Regions from separate parts of the Mus musculus genome. Here region 2 is linked to region 1. Evidence: chromatin contacts called from public Hi-C data. All regions are on one chromosome and are shown on one strand. Each heading gives the region's core, a stretch centred on a gene start, on an enhancer-like site or on the middle of the called end of the contact. The rest is flanking DNA. Distances are from core to core; before and after follow the strand shown. Region 1 has its middle 13 kb from the start of Rusf1. Region 2 holds the start of Gm32707 (a long non-coding RNA gene).

Evidence for each region. A called contact is a pair of places that touch in the nucleus more often than the background predicts.
Region 2: a contact with region 1 is called in a Hi-C map of bone marrow-derived macrophages, with 4 times the contacts expected there. The contact joins two enhancer-like sites. A contact is called at or near these places in 13 of 39 promoter capture datasets (the 3T3-L1 cell line, 3T3-L1-derived adipocytes, the C10 cell line and 9 more), 6 of 15 datasets of contacts at CTCF or cohesin (the G1E-ER4 cell line, the NIH/3T3 cell line, embryonic stem cells and 3 more), 123 of 484 Hi-C or Micro-C datasets (the 3T3-L1 cell line, 3T3-L1-derived adipocytes, the 63-12 cell line and 65 more) and 9 of 115 datasets of contacts at active chromatin or transcription factors (the HPC-7 cell line, Th17 cells, astrocytes and 5 more).

What each region holds. Positions count from the first base shown.
Region 1 is chr7:128,307,550-128,314,958 of GRCm38.p6, forward strand. No RefSeq gene overlaps it. Among named protein-coding and RNA genes, the nearest start is that of Rusf1, 13 kb to the left of the region's middle. Within about 2 kb of position 3,057, at least 77 of the 459 cell types and tissues checked have an H3K27ac peak or open chromatin away from gene starts, as enhancers often do. A contact at or near this core is called in the HL-1 cell line, the N1E-115 cell line, adipose-derived mesenchymal stem cells and 7 more, where this site is marked.
Region 2 is chr7:128,344,674-128,352,082 of GRCm38.p6, forward strand. Gm32707 (a long non-coding RNA gene) reads right to left here and starts at 6,914. Exons shown (of 3, transcript XR_378506.3): 1 at 1,202-6,914; 2 at 972-1,029; 3 at 1-126. Within about 2 kb of position 4,103, at least 60 of the 459 cell types and tissues checked have an H3K27ac peak or open chromatin away from gene starts, as enhancers often do. A contact at or near this core is called in the HL-1 cell line, the N1E-115 cell line, adipose-derived mesenchymal stem cells and 7 more, where this site is marked.

The DNA of each region.
Region 1 (7,409 bases), core at 1,807-4,306:
CTCCAAGTGCCCTCATTTCGGGGCAGGCCTCTCTCAATTTTTCCATCTGTCAGTTTTTGGCCTGGATCCCTGGGTAAATAGAGTCCTCTTTAGACAGTCTTTGCTCACACTTATATTATTTAGGGTACTATCTGTGTTTTTTTCTTGAAGTTTCAATGTCCTGGGTTTCAGATTTAGGTCTTCCATCCATTTAGAGTGCCGTGCCCCCTGTGTTGTCCCTGACCATGGGCCTGGGTAGTATGTCAGTAGTGGTGAGAGGCCTTAGTCAGGCAGCCAGCTATTGCTAGGATTAAGTTGTGAAGGCAAGGCCTTTGGTCTTGTTCTAATCTCTTTTGGTTGACATTTTGGCAAATGTCAGGCTGACCTGGGAAGACAGAGAGAAGAGGCTTGCTATGTGTTTGAACATGGGTTTTCAGACAGTTACACTTCCCACTGGGTAAATTCATTACCCCACTTAACATGACTTGCTGATATCTGCTCCTTCATGCCTGGCCCTTACCCCCCAGGCACTTGACATTTTCTTTAAGCCACACCCCTTCAAGGCTACTCCATGGCACCCTGCAGAGGCCACATACTTGGCCCTGGATTCAAGAAGTGACCTTTACAACTAAAAGAACTTTCTAGTACTGAGAAGTAAGAAGTCTTAGAAGAGAGGTTGGTGGGTAAATAAAGGAAAACAAAGCTGGACTGTTCCAGTGGTTTGTGGGTACTTTAAAGCCAGGAGGGCATAGCAGTGAGATACATGGCTCAAAGCAAGATCTCAGGATCTACAAGAGGTGTCTTCACCCCCAGCCATGTGTGTGTGTGATGTGTATGAGTGTATGGTATATATGTGTGTATGTGATGTTATGGGTGTATATGTGTATGTGTGTGTGGTGTGTATGGGTGTATATGTACATGTGTGTATGTGGTTTGTGTGGTGTGTGTATGTGTGAGTGCATATATGTATGTATGTGTGGTGTGTATGTGTGTGAGAGTGTATGTATGAGTGGTGTGTGTTTACATGTGTGCATATATGTGTATGTGTATGTGTGGTGTGTGTATGTGTGTGAGTTGTATATGGGTGTATATGTGTGTGGTGTGTATGTGTGTGGACTGTTGTGTGTGAGCGTATGTGTGTGTGAGAGTGTACAAGTGTATGTGGTGTGGTATGTGTATATCATGTGTCCATATAAGTCTCTGTGTGGTGGGTGTATGTGTGTGCATTGTGTATGTGTGTATATGTGTGCGGTGTGTATGTGTGTGGGCTGTTGTGAGAGTATATGTCTGGTGTGGTGTGGTGTGTGTGTGTGTGTGTGTGTGTGTGTGTGTGTGTGTATACAGTGATTATGTAGTGCATACGTACCTGTGTGTATAGCTTCCCAGGTGCTCCAGCTGGAGAGACAGAAAGAAAAGGCTCTGTCCTCCTGAGCTTCCCAGGCTACACTGGGAAACAGAGTGGGACTCTCCACAAAAGCCACCAGTGGCACAGCTATTGCTGTGACACTTCAGAGAGGCTCTACTCCAAAGCTCTGCCACACGGTTCCTCTTGCCTCCAGCTTCGCTGGAAGCATCTGATTTGTTCACGTTGTTCTTGCTATGCTGAGAACTTTGGTTTCCGCTTTCTCCCATCACCTAGCCCGTTCCCATGCTCACGCCCCTCCCCCATGAAGTCATCCATTCCTAAAGGAATCTCTGCTTTTGGATATAAGGATAAATGTATCCTCCATTGGAGGCTGGAAGATGGTTTCTGGTCCCTTTGTCTCTTCCTGACCAGGTAGTAAGTGGCTTTCTTTCCTGGGATCATCTGTACAGTTGGAAGAGCTTGACAGCTTGTGTTAGAATCACGTGTTTACTGTGCCTGTGTTTATATCAGCCGTGTTTCTATACTGACAGCAAACACCATATGGAGGGGAAGAAAGCCTGCTAGATGAATTCTTAAGGAGTCACAATATCAGACATGAAATCTCACAATTGCTCTGGGAAACAGGGGGTTTATCTCGCTCCAGTCAAATAAGAAATACTGTGCTCTCTCCCATACTGGAATAAAACTGTCTGACTCATAGTAATTTGGTCTGGTTCTGGTAATTTGCTACTTGGTTGGAGAAAGATGTAAAGGTTTGTTTTTCTTCCCTGTGAGGCAGGGGGTGGGTGGGTGGGGGACAGTGCTCAGCGGGCTGTGTGAAGGGCCTCATGCTAACAGATACAGACTACAGACCTACAGGGAACCACAGTGGCCAGGATCCTCCTGTGGTTATGATCATCTAGCATGCCGTTTCATAACTATCACTTGGGACCATGTCTGCTTGCCCACATGCACCCCTGTTACCCCTTCCAATTGAGAAGCCCTCCTCCCCACCCCCCACCCCCTTGGAATCTGATATACACCAAAGCTAAATATTTCATGGAGTGGCTACTTATGAACCATCTGTGCCTAGAGATATGGAGCCTGTACCCACACTGAAAGGCAGAGTTCAGGCAAGAATCCAGTGCTGGTGGCCAAGTAGGGGAGGACCTGGCATGAAGCTCACCCATGTCAATCAAAGTATTCACTAAAGAGAAAGCCACATTTGTGAGTGGCCTCTACATATCACACTGAAAATCTGTGAGTTCCTACTAAAATAGCCCCTGCCTTTCAGCCATTTCCCTGTGAAAAGAGCAACGAATGTCTCCCACTTGCTGTTCCTGTCAGACACAGATGCCCAGGTCTCAGGCTGGCCTTTAACTGACAGGTGGAAAAGATATCTTATCAGCCCTAAGTCCTCGGCACCCTAGAGATAAGAGTGAGTTCCAGAAGTCCTTTTTGGGAAGATAAGAGGTCCTTCCAGGCCTCTTTCCAAGAAGCTCTAGCTGCAGCTTCAGGACCGCAGTCACAAGCCCTGATCCCAGTTGCTAAGTCAGGGCATGGGCCACTCCTCGAATCTACCACTGTGGCCAGGAAACAGACTTCCAATTTGGCTATGACTAAATTAAGCGCCCATGTTTGACCTTATTGTTGTGACAGGAAGGCCGAAGGGTTTAATTGGCTGGGGCTGAGTCATTTGCCCGTTCTTGAACGCGTCACTGGGACTGGAAGACAGGTGACTCTGATTGGCTAGGGCTGAGTCACAAACCATCCCCAGAGCTTGGGAGGCACCAGTGTCTCAGACCCAGAAGGTCTGATAGGGATTTGTTCAGACTTGGGGAGAGGATGCTCTGTAGAAGAAGAGATAGAACAGACCAAAAAAACTTACATCTGGGCTAAAAACAGGTCCCCCTCTCCCAACCTTGTTTGTGGACAGTTGTCCCTGCTTCTCCATAACTGCCAAGGGCACAGTCCTTCCTTTCCCCCAAGTGCTTCTGTGAGCCTGGGGGCAGCTGCAGAACGGAAGGCCAGACGTGCATGCTGGGAACATTGAGGATAGTCTTGATTCTCAAGGTGTCATCCTCTGTCTAGTTAAAACTCAAAGAAGCTTTAGAAAGACTCCTAGTCCCACTCCCAAATCAGTGCTTCTTCTACTTCTACTTCTTCTTCTTCTTCTTCTTCTTTTTCTTCTTCTTCTTCTTCTTCTTCTTCTTCTTCTTCTTCTTCTTCTTCTTCTTCTTCTTCTTCAGAGGAGGAGGAAGAGGAGGAGGAGGAGGAGGGACTATGGTCACAGAGAGGTGTCCTCTCTCCTTAAGTCTACTTGACACAGGCTAGAGTCATCTGAAAGGAGGGAACCTCCTTAAGAAAATGTCTCCACAACCTCAGGCTGAAGGCAGAGCTGTAGGACACTTTAATTAGTGATTGATATGGGAGGACCCAGCCCATTGTGTGTGGTGTTGGGCTAGTGGTTCTGGATGCCATAAGCAAGCAAGCTGAGCAAGTCAGGAGGAGCAAGCCTGTAAGTTAGCACTCCTCCACCATCTCAGCATCACCTTTTGCCTCTTGGTGCCTCTGCAGTTTGAGGTCTTGCCTTGGCTTCCCTCAGTGGGCTGTGATTCGGGATACCTAAGCAAAACAAACCCTTTCCTCCCTAAGTTGCTTTGATCTCTGTGTTTCTTCACAGCACTGGTAACCTAAGACAGGCGAGCTGTTTGAAGTAATAAAATAGCCCATGGCTTAGCACTCCATCTCCTCGGTCTTGGGGTTGATTAGCCCACCTTGTTTCTTCTTCAGACTCCCCTTGATCTGAAGGCTGGTGGCTTTCTGTCGATGCCTGTGCAGCTGGGAAGTGTGCAGCTTTCAGAGTCTGAAGCAGCTAAGCAAGTGTGTTCACTTCACTTGGGAGAAAAAGAAAAGGAGAAGGAGAGGGAAGAGGGAAAGCACAAGGCCCAACTGTTTATTCATTTACAATTAATTATAAGCCGTTTAGAACTTTTCCCAAACTCTCCTAAGGAGAGAGAACGGGTTTCCTCATGAAGCAGCCTTTCAGAAGTGGTGTGGGCTACAAGCAAACTTTCATATCTGGCCCAGGTCCTACATCCGGTGCCAATGGCTACATCTACAAAACACTCCCACACGTAAGGCTCAGGAAACATTGCGGAAGAGGGAGTGAAGATCGGGGGATAGGTTATGAGATTGTGTCTCCTAGTACTGTCAGAAGGCATACTCATAAATCTCACAAACATGACTTCCCAAGCATGAGCTGAACAAAGACGACACGAATAGACAAGCCAAAGTGAGTGGGGGGAAGCCCAGGGAGGCCTCAGCCCTGCACAAAGAACGGCAGGCAGCTAAGGAAGGCTGAGGGCAAAAGAAATGGTTTTCTCCAGAGAAGGGCACAATCGGTTATCCAATACCAAAAGGCTGGCCCTGAAAACACACATACAAGCCTCAGTGTACAGACTGGACAGGTTATACTTAGGAATATACATGATATTCATCCAATAACGATCAATGACAAAAGACGCCATGGTTTGAAAGAGAGGAAGGAGGGGTAGAGGGCGGGTTTGGAGGGAGGAGAGGGAAGGGAGAAATTGGGAAATGAAAGAGGAAAAAAATGGGTGGGTGGTTCCCTGGTAATTACTTTGGGACAATGGAGCACCTGACAGAAGCAGTGTAAGGAGGCAGGGGTTATTTGAGGTCATAATATGAGGGTAGAATCCGTCATGGCAGGGAAGTCTTGGTGGCAGGAAACCCACATTGCATCCAGGGAGAAAAGCAGCAGGCGATGGTGAATCAGGTCGTCGTCTTCTCAAATACAAATCCAAACTCCACGCCTTCTTTCCCTCTCTTCCCTCCCTCTTCCCTCCTCTCTTCTTCCCTCCTCTCTTCTTCTCTCCCCCCCCCCTTTTTTTTTCTTCTGTAAGGAAACAGTTGTCGGAGTCCAGCCACCTCAGGGACAACTTCTCCATTTTGCTGGCAGGGTTAAACTAAGTTCATGTTTCCAGGCCCAGGAACCAATTCCTACCCTTAGTGGTGGACAATGTAACAATAACATGGCACGGATGCTTGTGGTCTGCAAGCTTAAAGATGCTGTGATATTCTGGCTCTGGCAGTTCCTGAGTCTGTTCTGCGGCTCTGATTGATCAGTAGCGACTTGATCACAAATACTTTTGTCATCTCGGTTGATCTGGTGTTCGAGTTATGTTGGATTCAAATGGACCCCATAACACTTCTTCCCTCCCTCCCTCCCTCCTCCCTCCCTCCGTCCCTCCTTCCTTCCTCCTTTTTTCTTGTTTCTGTTTTCTTCCTTCTTTTGTGTATGGGTGCTTTGCGTCCATGCATGTCTGAGACCCATGTGCATGCCTGGTACCCTTGGGGACCAGAAGAGGGCATCAGATTCTCTGAGACACGAGTCACGGGTAGTTATTAGCTGCCATGTAGGAACTGAGGTTCAAACCCAGGACCTCTGGAAGAACAGCCAGCGCTCGTAACCTCTGAGCCCTGGTTTTCTCTCCAGCCTGGTTTTCTTCTTTTTCTGCAGTGGGAGCACATGAATGATGGCGCCACACTTCAGGTAGATCTTCTTACTTCAGTTAGCTCAGTCTACAGAGTCCCTCACTCAAAGCCTGGCTTCTTCATGTTTACAAATTCTGTCAATAGTAGCTGCCACCAGCTTCCTAGTTCTGACACAAGCAATTGGGAGGGTGAAGTAAGGCTAAGACTGCGGGAGGTCATGCTGAGAGAAGATTGGGAGTTTCATTTTACAGACCAAGCCTCTTCAGCATTCAGCTGGAGAACTCTAGGAGACCTGCATGTGAATCGAACCCAGAGTGATAAGCATCCACTACTGAGCTCATGGAGAAGGTTTGTGCTTGGGAACAGAAACCCAAGAGTTGTCACCATACAGCTGAGACATAATGCCTTAGGCTAGGGGGAGCTCTCACCCAGCAGGTAGATGCAGCTATAGCAGTGACTAGGACCAAAGACCAAGGGCAGGACCAGAGCTGCTCCCCATATGGAGAAGATGAAGTGGCTGCTGCTGTGAGACCTGTCTGGGGAGTCGATGATGCTGAGCAGGGTCAGACTGAGCCCAACATCTGGTGGGATTCTCCAGCCCTGTGTTCTGTTGGGTGCCTCTAGCCCACTTGAGAAGGGGATGGGGAAAACTCAGTGGGTGCCCATTTTCGTTCTAGTTGTGCCATCCTTCCCTTCTTGCTGGGCTAGTACCAAGAGCTGTGTATCAGAAAGGAAACAGGAGTCTGGCTCTTGCATTGGCAGGCCAAATGTTCTGCATAAGCCTTGACAGAGCCGCCATTTGGAGGAGCTGACCTAGCCCATCGAGATTTTTCCTTGAGAAGTATAGAGTCCTGTTCATTGCCACCTGGCAGCCTGACTAGCCTCTGGAGCGTCTCTTAAACAGGAAGTTTTCGCTGAGTTTTCCAGGACCAGTGTGACTTCTCAACTCAAATCATTTGTTTTCTTTCATTCTAACTAGATGGGAGGAGCAAGGGAATGGCCATGTCCTTGGCACTGAAAATAGTTAACACCCAGGGAGCAGTGAGTGCCCTCGTCTGCGTTCCCACCTCCTTGGTGAATTTCCACCAGGCAGAGCTTATTAAAAATAACCCGTCTTCACGGGGGCTGCTCTTCTCTGTAATCTCACCATCTGCATTTCTCAGGTCAAGCACAGACTGGCTGTTTTCAAATGGACCTCAGTGGTCTGGGGGGGTAGAAGCTTTGTGTATTAGTCGCCAGGCAAAGGGGTTAGCTCAATCCCACTCTGTGCTTCATTGGGGCCTCCACAGCCCTCTCAGAACGTCTGTGACCTAAATCTGATCTCTGGAAGACAAATAAGATTTGGCCATCTGGCCAGGCAATGGAGAGAGGCTCAGGCTAGTGTCAACCCCGCAGGCCAAGAGAATCTTGCCGTGAGCATCTTCAAGATGGTCGGGCTTCTCATTAACTCTTCTCTCTGGGGATCCTAATCTCTGGCTTGTCACTAGTGTGAAACCCTCCTGTCCCCCCATTTCGACCAGACCTTATTTTTTCTAGCCTCTTCTCTGGGGGTGTGGAAGAGTTGTTG
Region 2 (7,409 bases), core at 2,853-5,352, 38 kb after region 1:
AAGAGGAAGTGTCACTCTGCCAGTGATGTGTATAAAAGGCACAGTGAGGAGTGGCATGTAGCTCCGAGTCATACCCACACCCCACGACCTCTTCAAACTGTACTTCAGCATGGTCAAGGTGGACAACTGGAAGAAGAGGAAGCACTGGTCAGGCAGAGGTACCGACAGAAGGCTGGCAGTGATACTTGATTGTGCCACCGTTAGCTCTCTACGCAGTGTGACAAGCTTGTAGAACAAGTGTCACAGCCATGGTTAACGTATCACTGATGTCATATATCATGGTCTCAAGGGACCTCAACAGGGACATGCTGAGAGAATGAGGCAAAGATGACTCCTGCTTCTACCCTTCCCTGCACCTACCCTGGCCCTCCAAACCTCTCCAACCCAGGCTTTGAGCTGGAGCATTTGGGACAACCAGGGACATGGCTGTGCCTCTGCTGCTCCCTTGTGGTTACAAAGGGAAAGGCAGTGGCCAAGCCTCATTCTCTGGCCTGTGGCCCTCATCTTGCCACAGGAAGAACCATCAGAAGCCTCAAGCTTTGCTCTGGGTTCTCTTGGGGATTATGGTCTGGACCTCCTCACACACAGCACCTCTGTCTGGCCACCGTGGCCTGACTCCTCCAATGGGTTAGATTCAGGCTACTGCAGGGCCTGGCCTGAGACCCATGGAAGCAACTGTACACACAGCAAGGTCACTGGTTTCCATCTCGGCAGCCTTGCCCTTGAGGTCCAGAAGGTCACACATCTAACTTCCCGGTACCCTGAATCCAACCCTGAGGCCCAGACCTGCACCATCCCTAGCCCCACCCCCATCCCCAAGCCTGACCTCTGGACAGCCCTCACCTCCCCTTAAGCCCTCCAGACACCTGAGTCTCCCCCATCACTCCAGTTCACCTGTAGTCCTTCACCTCCAGGGAACCTACTCTCCCTTCTCCCACCCCACCCACACCTCCAATCGGGCTGACACGCACCTGGTAGCACGCTAGCAAACTGGTAACACTGTAGGCGGGTGTTTTGTTCCATCTGTATCTAAGAAGTAGACAAATGTTGAATTAATAGTCAAACTTTTAAATGAAGAAATTTCACATTAACACCCTGGTTTTCTGCTTTTGTGGAAAGCGGAAGTCTTGACGAGCTGTCATTGCCACCTGGCAAGGGCTGATGAGAAAGCAGCCCAACCCATCTTCAACCTGCCTCTCACCTGTGTCATCCTCACCGGTGCTACCCATCTTCCAGCACTGCGAGCTCCGGGGCTGCAGTAGTAGTAAGCTTAGCAACTGCACTGCCATGGATCTCTTGTTTCTTGGGATGAGACAACATAGCCCAGTTCTTTACATCTGGAAAATATTAGCTCAGAGCTGAAGAGATGGCTCAGCTGGTAAAACACGTCTTCACCAAGCCTGGTGACCTGAATTCAGTTCCTGGAACCTATGTGTAAAGTAGAGGGACAAAATCAGTTCCACCCATCTGTATTTCCTGACACTGAGATCTGTGGCACTGACACAGTGTAACTAGGGTATAGGAAGAGGGAGTGTGTAGTCTTCGGTACCCAAGGAAGCTAGCAGGATTAGCTCCCCCCATGCTTGCTAACTACCCAGTGTTGTATCCCACGCAGTGCCTAAATCAGCTAATCCTGCCACAGATCTCGATGTCAGGAAATACAAATGGGGGCATGAGTTCTGAAGCCCCCCATTGGTTGTCCAGAGACTTGGGTACTCTCTCAGGTGTGGAGGACCCAGAAACACCCCTCCACACTAACCTTCAGTTTCCTTACCTGCCAATGAAGCCCACGACAACTCCCCTCCCCGAACCTGCCATAGACGCTGAAGATTGAAATGTGACCTGAATGGAAATTACTATCTTGAATATCAAGAAGTACCACATGTGGTTCCACTACTGAGCATCTCCTGTCTGGGTCAATTATGAGTCAGTGTGAAGATGCCCCACTGAGTCTGTATAGCCCAGGTTCACAGTCAGAGGTCCAAAAGAGCACCACCAAGCAAGAGCTGTTGGTGCCTGTGTATCTTCAAAGTCCCAGCAGACTAAGAACCATTGGCAAGGGTTGGGGGATGGGGCCAAATAATGACAGTGAAAGCTACATGAGTGTGGGGGTGGGGACTGCCTTGCTGCAGCTCTTGAAAGTTGGCAGATATGGTACAGATCTCTTCCCAACCCTCTGCTCAACCACTGAAGGAGGAGAGCCTGCAGCAGACCCGGGGCCCGGGGGGTAGTATTGACAGCACAGCAATTAGCAAATAATATGAATCAGAGATCTACAAGATCCCCTCTTCTGGTCGTTAACCATTTGTTAGCACAGCTCTAAGGATGTGAGGAACGGTCCCTGCATCTTATCTTTGGCATCCTCTTGCAGGTGGAGGTTCCCTGATCATCAGGATAAGGGGCAGCAGAGGATCGGGGACCCAGAACTCCCTGGTGGTTCTGAACAGTGTCCATGATCACCCACCCACCCACATGGTGGGACTGACCAGGGGATCCTTTCTGACACTAAGGGGGTTGTCAGGACGTTCTGCAAATGCCACCTACGAGGAGGCTTCAAGTGTGCGGTGGGGATGCCAGTCACAGCAGTGGCTCTCAAAACTGGCTGCCTGTTTGGAATCACCTCGAGATAAAGCAAAGGAAAGGCTCTGGGCTGGGGCTGCTTAGTTGGTTGAATGCTTCTCTAGCATGCGTGGTTCGGTCCCCAGCACCATAGGATCTGGATGTTACGGCACACAACTGTAACCCCAGCAACTTAGGATGTGGAAGCAAAAGGGTCAGACATTCAAGGGCATCCTTGGCTTGTCTGGAAGGCAAGCCTGGACAACACAAGACCTTCTCTCAAAAGAGGGAAGGGCAGACGAGGAGATAGCTCATCCAGTAACACACTGCTTGCATTGCTAGTGTGAGTCCCTAAGTTCAAAACCCAACACCCACAGAAGACCGGGTATGTTGCTGTGTACTTGTAATCCCTGCACTGAGAAGGCAAACACAGGAGGATCCCTGGGGCTCCCTGGCCAGCCAGTCTCATCTAAATGAGAGCTCCAAACCATTGAGAGGCCCTGTCTCAGTGAAGGTGGATAGTATTCCTAAGGATGACACCCAAACTTGTCCCTTAGCCCCTACACACACACACACACACACACACACACACACACACACACACACACACTCAGAGAGAGACAGACACACAGAGACACAGAAAGTTAGACACAGAGAGACACAGAGGGAGAGAAAGAGAGAGAGGAAAAGAGAGAGAAAAATAACACCTCTCTCATACACACACACACAAAACAGAGAGAGAGACACACAAAGACACAGAAAGATAGAGAGACACAGAGACACACAAAGAGAGAGAAGCACACACTCAATTGGAGAGAGACAGAGAGAAACAGAGAGACAGAAATACAGAGACACAGAAAGAGACAGAAACACACACACACACAGAGACAGAGAGAAACAGAGAAAGAGGCAGGCACACAGAGACATAGGTAGACACAGAGAGAGACACACACACACACAGAGACAGAGACATGCATACATAGAAACATATATAGAGAGAAACACTCACTCAGAGAGAAAGAGAGAGACAGACACACAGAGACACAGAAAGATAGACACAGAAAGAGACAGAGAAACACAGAGACAGACAGACACACAGACAAGCACACATAGAAACATACAGAGAAAAAAAGAGAGAAACACACACACACACACACACACACACACACACACACACAAAACACTAATCTTATACCCAGGATCCAAATAGCCTTGGACCAAGCCTGGGCATCAGGATTTTTTCAAACTTCACATAATTCTAAGATCACCTGGGCTGAGAGCCACTGCATTACAGCAAAGGCCACCATTTGGGAGTTTGTTGTTTGGTTGTTTTTAAGTTTGTTGGGAGCTATGGAATAGCCACTGCTCTGTCAAGAGTAACAGCAAAGACACAGCAGTGGTTTCTTGGTCCATGCCCCATGTTGTAGATGAGTTGAGCACCCAGTCTGAGCTTTGCCAAAGAACCAGAGCCATACTCCTGGCCTTTGGGCTATCTGTTGCTATGGTGATGGGATGAGCTCATGCATGACACAGGATGTAGTTCTCAGTCTCTCCACAGGCTCCAGGCTCTGTGCCAGGCCCCAGGGGACACATGGTGAATAGGACACTGGGTTATTTCTATCATCGAAATCTCAGCCTGAAAAATCCAAGTGTCAGCAAACACCCCTTAAATAGAAGTGGGACTAGGAGTCACAGAGAAAGCCCAGGAGCCTGGAGGAGAAGGTGAAGTAGCAGAGATATCCCCAGGGTGCTGGCTGAGCAGGGCTAGAGACAGAATCTCTAGGTGATGGGATGGTGTGTGGAAGTAGGCATCTCTAGTCACTGATGCACCTAGCTATCCAGGACCATCCTGGCTTTTGCACTGAAAGTCTTATGCCTGGAACAAAAATAGACAGTTGACCACCCTTGGAATGACGATGCCCCACCAGGTTTAAGAGCCCTTCAGCTTGCTAAAGCCAGTGGTTTCTAAAAGAGATCTGTTGTATTTGGTTATTTCTATTACTTATTATTTTTAGGAGTTGTGTACTAGTGGTAAGGACTTGGCATGAGTCCTGAGTGTCCTGAACCACGGGTCCATGGAGAAATGAGAGTCAGGGTCCATCCTGAGTGGCTACCTCTAAGCCTCCAGAGATGAGGGGGCCTTTTCCAGGCCCTGGCTGGGTGCTAAAGTGGCCACCAGATCATGACACCTTCATGGGGACCCACAATTTGCTGGGCCATGTGATGTGATGTGATGTGATGTGATGTGATGTGATGTGATGTGATGTGATGTGATGTGATGTGATGTGAGTTATCTCTTTACATAGCTCCTTGGGTCCTCCTGAATCGCTCTGGAATGTAGCTCCTGATTCCTGTGTGGTGTCTGTCCAGTGGACTGGTCTACAGATTCTGATTTGTGTGTGGTGTTTGCTAGTGGACTGGACTGAGAACAACCAAGACTGGACTCGCTCCAAAGAACTATTTCTAAACAGGTCTACTTCCCCCGTGTTCTAATGACTTTTCTTTCCCACTCCCTCTGGTGGGTGCTGGGCTAGAGGAGAGGTTGAACCCTTGTTACAGTAGGTTGAGAAAAATGTATGCCTACAACAACTCCAGAGAGAAGGCTCAGCTGGTAAAGTGCTTGCCGTGCAAACAGGAGGGTCTAAGTTCAGTTCCCAGAACCGCCATGGAAAAGCTGGGCAGGTGGTGGCGTCCATTTATAACCCTAATGATAAGGAGGCAGAGACAGATGGGTTCTCTGAGCAAGGTTCAGTGAACTTTAGGGTTCACTGGACAGCCAGACTAGCTTATTTGGTTAGCTACAGGCCAGTGAGAAATCCTGCCTCACAAAACAAGATGAATGGCACTGAGGACTAACACCCAACGCTGACCTCTAGCCTTCACAAGCACATACATTGTGGATATACACTTGTCCACATGAGCACACACGTGAATACACAATAATGTGTCTATCAGTCTTTGGTACATAGAAAGCACAGAGAGAGAGAGAGAGAGAAAGCTCCTGACTGCTGCCCATTAAAGTCAAAGTGGATCAAACCAAGAAGCATTTACTGTCTCACCATTCTAGAAGCAAAAGTTTGCTTCCTGAGTTTGCATTTGGGCCCCTGGCTTATCGAAGCTTTGCTTTCTGGGAAATGTGGGACAGGAAGAAATTGTTCGCTCATTGACACCTAGAGGGAAATCTGAAAAAGGTATTGGGCAGGGAGGTGGGTGAGGAACATCCAGGATCCCTTCCCCCCTCCCCGGGGAAGGACGCCCTAACCCAGACCCTTCTGCAGGTATCATGTTCTTGGATTCCATCAGAGGACAAAGACGGCTTAGTGGAAAAACAACATCCAGCTGCCACTTCAGCTAAGAGCTTGAAAAGTGGGCATGAGAGGGTCCACTGGCCTGGAGCCACTCAGGACTTGAGGAGGTGAGGTTTGGACCTGAGGCCTCCATCCTCCAGCTGTTCCCTCGGCATCCGAGAGGGACAAACACAGATATTACAGGTTCACAGGAGGCAGCCCATTCCTGCCTCTTGCACGATATACTTGTTTTAAGATTTGCTTGGGTTCTTACTTGATGCAAACAGTCTATCACATTTGAGAAGGCATGGAAGTGGGTGGCTTTGTGGTAACAGGGAAGTGTAGCAGCTTGCTCATATCTAGGTGTGCAAGAAAGCAAAGAGTTCCCTCCCCCATCCCTCATTCTCACTAAATTGCCCCGTCTGGCCTTGACCTCACAGTTGAGACCCTGAACTCAGCTTCCCAGGTGAAATAGCTGGGATGACAGGCCTGCCCCACCAGGCTTAGTAACTAGCTTCCCTTCAATAGCACAGTCCATTTGTTAGATGTAAGCAGTCAGTATCAGTACATCATTACTTAGTGAAGTCCACGGTGCATTAGGGTTCACACTTTGAGATGCACAGTTCTATGAGCTTGGACACATTATGGCATGTAGACTCTATGACAGCATGATACTAAAGTTTCATTGCCCTAAACATCGTACATTCTACACAGGCATCCTTCCCTGCTCCCCCGGGACTCTTTTCTAGAGAATTATTAGCACCTCATTTATTCTTTGAACCAGGTTGTCCTCTTCCTGGTTCCCTCATTAGTGAACATCATAAATATTTAGCATGTTTACATTTGCATAAAGCCTGCCAACTTGACTTTGAAAATGATTCCTTTCCCATGGGAGATCTAAAGGGGACGGACAATATGCTTACCTCCCAGAGATGCTTGCACAGACCCTAACTACACACACACACACACACACACACACACACACACACACACACACACACATCCCGCTACGTGTATCCTCTACTAGAATGGTGGGAAGGAAGGAGAGGAGAGGAGAGGGGAGGGGAGGGGAGGGGAGGGGAGGGGAGGGGAGGGGAGGGGAGGGGAGGGGAGGGGAGGGGAGGGGAGGGGAGGAGAGGAGAACCTCTGAAGAAGCCGACAATGCAGAGTGGCAGGAGAAAACCTAGCTCTCATGCACAGGGAGGGCAGTGATTCCCCAGCTTCCCAAGGAGGTCAGATGCAGATGCTCTTCTTCCTGGAGGGGGGAAACGTGAGAACGGATCAACTCCAAGCGTAAAGAGTGACTTGCGAATGATTCTCTGGGAAGTTAGTGGGCCTGGAAAACTGATGTTAGCTTGTGATTAGATGCATGGATGGATGGATGTGTGGCTATGGTCCTAAGAACAAGACCCTGTGCTCTGTGTAGATACATGGATAGAAAGGTAAGTAGGTGGATAGATCTGGTGTATGGACAGATGCATAGCTGCATGAGTGGATGGGTAGACTGGTGAATAGTGAGTGCATGCATGGGCGGTTGGAGGCATACATGCATGCATGCACATG